Linked DNA regions of Mus musculus: region 1 is linked to region 2. Evidence: chromatin contacts called from public Hi-C data. All regions are on one chromosome and are shown on one strand. Each heading gives the region's core, a stretch centred on a gene start, on an enhancer-like site or on the middle of the called end of the contact. The rest is flanking DNA. Distances are from core to core; before and after follow the strand shown. Region 1 overlaps Asic2 (acid-sensing (proton-gated) ion channel 2). Region 2 overlaps Asic2 (acid-sensing (proton-gated) ion channel 2).

What was found. Hi-C and Micro-C count contacts between places; a contact is called where the count stands out from the background.
Region 1: a Hi-C map of cerebral cortex shows a contact between it and region 2, with 2.1 times the contacts expected there. The contact joins two enhancer-like sites. A contact is called at or near these places in 7 of 484 Hi-C or Micro-C datasets (cerebral cortex, cortical neurons, myocytes and 2 more) and 2 of 115 datasets of contacts at active chromatin or transcription factors (VIP interneurons and astrocytes).

The regions. Positions count from the first base shown.
Region 1 is chr11:81,094,785-81,097,590 of GRCm38.p6, reverse strand. All of the region lies in intron 1 of Asic2 (acid-sensing (proton-gated) ion channel 2), which reads left to right. Among named protein-coding and RNA genes, the nearest start is that of Gm51910, 39 kb to the left of the region's middle. Within about 2 kb of position 1,345, at least 27 of the 459 cell types and tissues checked have an H3K27ac peak or open chromatin away from gene starts, as enhancers often do. A contact at or near this core is called in cerebral cortex, where this site is marked.
Region 2 is chr11:80,911,524-80,914,223 of GRCm38.p6, reverse strand. All of the region lies in intron 3 of Asic2 (acid-sensing (proton-gated) ion channel 2), which reads left to right. It overlaps Gm51909 (a long non-coding RNA gene), which reads right to left. Exons shown (of 3, transcript XR_003949743.1): 1 at 1-2,700. Among named protein-coding and RNA genes, the nearest start is that of Gm51909, 15 kb to the right of the region's middle. Within about 2 kb of position 1,278, at least 9 of the 459 cell types and tissues checked have an H3K27ac peak or open chromatin away from gene starts, as enhancers often do. A contact at or near this core is called in cerebral cortex, where this site is marked.

The sequences.
Region 1 (2,806 bases), core at 96-2,595, 180 kb before region 2:
ATTGTACTTATTGACCACATAAGCCAGCTGAAGCCTGGGGCCATCAACGAACATGTCCAAGGTCAAACATTTAAGTGGCAACATCAGGTCTGCTTCATTCCAGAAATCAATGCCTGTGTCACTCAAACCCTGCTACATGTAGTTCTGACTCTTGCTAGAGTTGCTACTTTGAGCCCAACCTTACAGGGCATCCGTCAAGCCCAGCTAACTCCCCTGGCAGGAGCGCATGCTGAAAACCAACAAGAACTTCCCTGTCTCTAACGGCCACTTCTGCTGGCGCAGGTGTCAGGCCATTTAGTAGCACTGTGTTTGACATAACTGAACTCTCCATGTCCGTACACTAAGATGTGCCTGGGTCCCAGGGCTGCCTCACCAGAACGGCACAGAATATGTGATCTGAATAACAGAAACATGTCTTCTCAAAATGGGATGATGGCAACCTAAAATACAGCTTTGGGTGGGGCCATGTCCTAGAAGGTTCCACGGAGGATTCCTACGGCCTCTCCCAGTCTTGCCTCCATGGTCTTAGCTTCTTTTTTGTTTTGTTTTTTTGTTTGTTTGTTTGTTTGTTTTGTTTTTCGAGACATGGTTTCTCTGTGTAGCTCTGGCTATCCTGGAGCTCACTTTGTAGACCAGGCTGGCCTCGAACTCAGAAATCCGCCTGCCTCTGCCTCCCGAGTGCTGGGATTAAAGGCGTGCGCCACCACGCCTGGCGACGGTCTTAGCTTCTTGTTGTGTGTCTTGGAGTTCAGATCTCTTTGACTTTATGTAAAGAGAAGTCATGGCAGGCAAGTGAGAGTGAGCTTATCTCAGGACTCTTAACTCACCACACGTACAAGGACCCTATTTCCAAACAAGGTACACTTTAAGGTTCCAGATGGTCACTTTTAAATCCTCCTTCTGACTTCTCAAAAGCCTCCTTTTGTCCTATATGCTCACCCAATACATTCACCCAGTATAACCCCTAAATCTTAATAAACCCTGATATTACCTCCAAAGTTCTACAAACTGCCAACTCAGAAAGCCCCCAATTTCATCATTTGTACATCAAATAAATGCATGACTCTGAAGCTGATAAAATCCGAGACAAATTTCTCATGTAGCTAGCTAGCTCCAAGGAAGAGTCCAGGACTCCTCAGCAACAAGAAAAAAGAAAAAAAGAAAAAAGGTTGTTCACCAAGGTCAGCTAGGGGCTTCCTTGTCCTCTGTAGACCCATGCTGGGGCTTGGTCCAGGGAGCAGCAGAGTAAACACTGGAGAAGAATGCTGGGTGAGAGCTGAGCTCAGGTCACCCACGGGTTTCCCTGGCCCCTAAACCCCTCCTCCCCTACCTCCTACACTCACAGAATTTACTTCTGTCTTGACTCATTCTAAAAATGATTTGTGGTAGAAATAGAGCAGGAGTTCTCAGGGCTGGAAAGAACCACTTCCCACCCCACGCATGAGTCATCCCCGCTCGGCTCTCCTCGGCTCTCTGGCCAGCCTTCCAACACTGCCAATAAAGGGAACTCCCTCTCCAGCCAGCCAGCATGGATGCAGGCAGTAGTGTCTCCATGCAGCTCACCTGCACCTAGATGAACGCAGACCCTGGCAAAGAGAAAGGGGAGGGTACCGGTCCCGGGAGGCTTTGCCTAGGTGTGTAATTCTAACGGTGAGTGACATCACGTGGGGTGATGGTGTCCCCTGTCTCTGTGGACATGTGTATCTTAGCTCTTGGATTCCAGTGTTTCATGTTGACCCTCACTTTCACATGACAGAGGCAGGTGAGTAAAAGCGAGAAGAAAGGGTCTGCGCTTTGTGTCCTGACAAGAGGGAACCAGAACGAACCAGGAGAAGGTAGAAGGGAAGTAATGACAGCTTTATCTCTGGCCTCAGCCAGAGCCCACGGGAACCCTTGGGAGCTATGGTCTAAATGCTTGCACCCTATCTCCCTCCCTTCCAAGATTGCTATTTATGAAGTTTGTGCTAGAGAGCAATGCATCAAACAATTAATTTTTTTTCTAATTGCAAAAGCAAAAACAAAAGACCCACCCTCATAATGTTTTAAGTACATTTATAAATTCGTATATGGTCACATTTCCAGCAACCCTGGGGTGCTCACAGCCCAGTGCTATTTGTCTGACATGCCCACCTACATAATATATTAGATTAGAAGATAGGGGTCTTAGTGAGGCAATTAAGTTGTGAGGTTGGAACTCTCTTGACTGGGATTAGTGCTCTGATGAAAAGAGGCCCCCAGGACTTCCGTCCCCATCACTTCCTTGTAAGGGCAGCAAGGATCAAGACGTGATCTTGAACTTCCCAACTTCCCATGCCATGAACACTTAAGAGCTGCCTAAGCCATCGAGACTGGGGCACTGGTGTTGTAGCAGTGTGGAGAAATTAAGAGAAAACACATCAAAGCTGTGGTGCTCACAGCCCAGAGGTGGATGAACCCTTTGATGTCCCTCATTCCATAGCACAGGGTCAGCAACCCATCCACAAATCACTATGTCAACAGGCAGTCACTGAGGATGCTCAGCAGTCCAGCCATGATGATATCTCATTGTCCTTTGCAGAGGTTAGAAGAAGCCCGACCAGAATTGGCAACCTCTGGGGCCCCAATTTTTAGGAAAATACAGGGAGGGACTCTTTCTGCCCAAACCTCGTAAAAAATGGATGGTGTAGTTGTATAACAACCATGGCTTTTTACGAACTTCACCTTCCTTTTAAAAAGCTGCTAACTTCAAAGGAAAAAGATCGCTCCAGGCATTGCAGTGGTTGTAATAAAATGCATTCCCCAGAAACTGCTGGCTCTGTTTCGGCCT
Region 2 (2,700 bases), core at 29-2,528:
CTAGCCAGCCAGTCTAACTGAATCTGTGAGCTCCAAGTTTGGCAATGAATCATATCTCAAAAGATAATGTGGGAAAAAAGTAGAGAAAGACACCAGACATCTACAATGTCCAGCTTTCCTGCACACATGCATGCACAAATGTACATACTTATAGAAACATATGCATAGCACACACACTCACAAAGAGAAATGAGTGCCCAGAACTAAAGTATTGCTAGAGACGGGGACAGGAATGTTCCATTTGGTGGACCAATGGAGAGTGATAGATTTGCATAAACCATCATGAGCTCTTGTGAGAATTAATTATTTGGGGATTTGTGGTACACAGTGTGGTGCCACCAACATCAAAACCAGGGAGCCAGCCTAGACATGAAGCAGGTCCCCAGCTGGCACAGGGCTGAGCTACAAGACAAAGAGCCAAGAGATCAGTGGCTGTCTAGGAGTTAAGTGCCAAGAGTATGAGCCTCAGGTTTCAGAGCTCACCCTCACAGAATTCCATCGAAGACAACCATGCTTTATGCCTGGGGAAGTCCACCATTTCCCCCATGGAAAGCTCCAGGAAGGGATCAAATGATAAATGATGGATCCCGTGGCAACTGCTCAGTGTGAACGGGCCTCTGACTCAGCCATCTGGGCTCAGGAATGCCACAGACTTTGATCACAGCATGTTACAGATGCAGAGAGGAGAGCCTTCCAGGCTTCCACACATGGGCTCTAGGGTAGTTCCTGTCACACAGGAACCCCTGTCACTGCAGTATGTCCCAAGGGAGGTGAACATTCAGGGACTCAGACCACCAGGTTGGTACCTATGCCTGGGCTCAGGCTTCTGCTTTCATCTTCTCTCATTTCCAAAGAGCACATAGAACTGAAGCCAACCCTGTCCCAACTGCACAGAGCTGTGCTTCCAGTGAGCAAACACACTGGGGATATATACCAACCTGGATCCAACTCTAACTTTAAATGTTGTACGGTGGCACATGCCTGTAATCTCAGCAGTAAAAACACTTAGAAGACTGGGACAGAAGGATTATTAGTCTGAGGTAAGCAAAAACCTAGGTTACTTTTATTCTTAAAAGGGAAAACAATATTAGAAAGATTCCCATTCAAAAAAAAAATAGACTGTGAATGGAAATGGATCTAAGCCCCATCAACACTCTGACCCCACCCCCAGCGCCTCCTCCCCCACGCCTACAAGAATGTCCCCAGTGCCATGTAAATGTAATGTATTTTAAGGGGAAAGAGTGGGAAGATGGGAGTTGGAGATGGATGGCTAGCCAAGGAGCTTGTGAAGCCAGATGGGAATGCAGTGGTAGGAAGCAGACTGCTCAGGATCGCCCCAGTGTACTCCCTGGAGGCGCCATTCATGCCTCAGGCCACATGAGTGGAATAAGAGGTTGCTGTTGTGCTATGTAGTCTACTCCTTGTGTGGCTGGATCCTGGCAGCAGCAGCCGCTGAGAGGTCCAGGTTCACATACAAAGGATGCTCCCACTGACCCCTTCTGGTTTGTTCATTTCATGATGTTGGGAGATGAAAGATGGACCCAGGAATTTTCTAAGAACAATTTGGAACCCAAGTCACCACTTACGGAGCTTACAGAAAGGGAGTGGGAGTCAGAGAGAAGGACTCCGAAAACTATATCACCAACGCTGATCAGGTGTGGGGCCACCTGGGTCCTGAACTGGGAAGGACAAAAGCCCCACTTAAAGCAAGGACCTGGCACCAGAACAGAGGGCCTAAAACCTGGCTGAGCTCTGAGAGGTGAAGTGCTAACCCCACACAGTGAGCTTGCGAGTAGGTGGCCAAGCCAGGCCAGCATGACTTGTGCCAAGATCATTGCTCCAGTTAGTTTTTCACCACGCCACCTTCATCTCTACTTCGCTCCCTCTCATTCCAACCAGCAAATCACACACCAAGAAAACTGCTGAAGACGGCTGGGATTACCCACAGCTGTTACCCAGAGGCCATTAGAACACCACACCTTCATCACAGACACTCAGAAGACACATCTGCCAGGAAAGCCGGAACACTGGGAAGCTAACTGGAAGAGTACCGAGGGGTGGACTCTGCAGGGCCATACCTACTAGGATGTGTGTGTCCTGCAGGAGAATCTTCAGGCACTCAGCTAGCACTATGTCAGGCCTGTTCCCTAGACACCAAGCACTGGCCACAGCCTGCCACTCAAATGCCAGTTTCAGTGCATGACCTGAGGAGCCTGCTTGAGGCAAGGCCTCTTTATATGCTGTACTTTTTAAAAAGACACTGTTTTCCCATGCTGTTTCTTCTCATTAAAACACCCTCCCCATGCCTGATCTTCCTGCATTCAAGACTCAGTTCCTCATGAAGTCTCTCCTGTGCCTTCCTCCTGAGTTGGTCTGATCATGCCCTCTCTGAGGCCCTGCACCCCTGTATTTTATTGTTCCTCTACAGTACCTGGCTTGTTAGGTCATGTCTACTCTTTCTAGATTCTTATCCCACAGGCATAGGAACCATGCTATTCATCCTCAACTTGTCAGTTCCCAGCAGTGTTCCTGAAACACTGGGTACTGTTTCCTGGACACATGGAAGATGTGATGGATGGATGATGGATGAATGGATGGATGGATGGATGATGGATGGATGGATGGATGGATGGATGGATGGATAGATGGATGGATTATAGATGGATAGATGGTTGGTTGAATGGATAGATTATAAAGGGA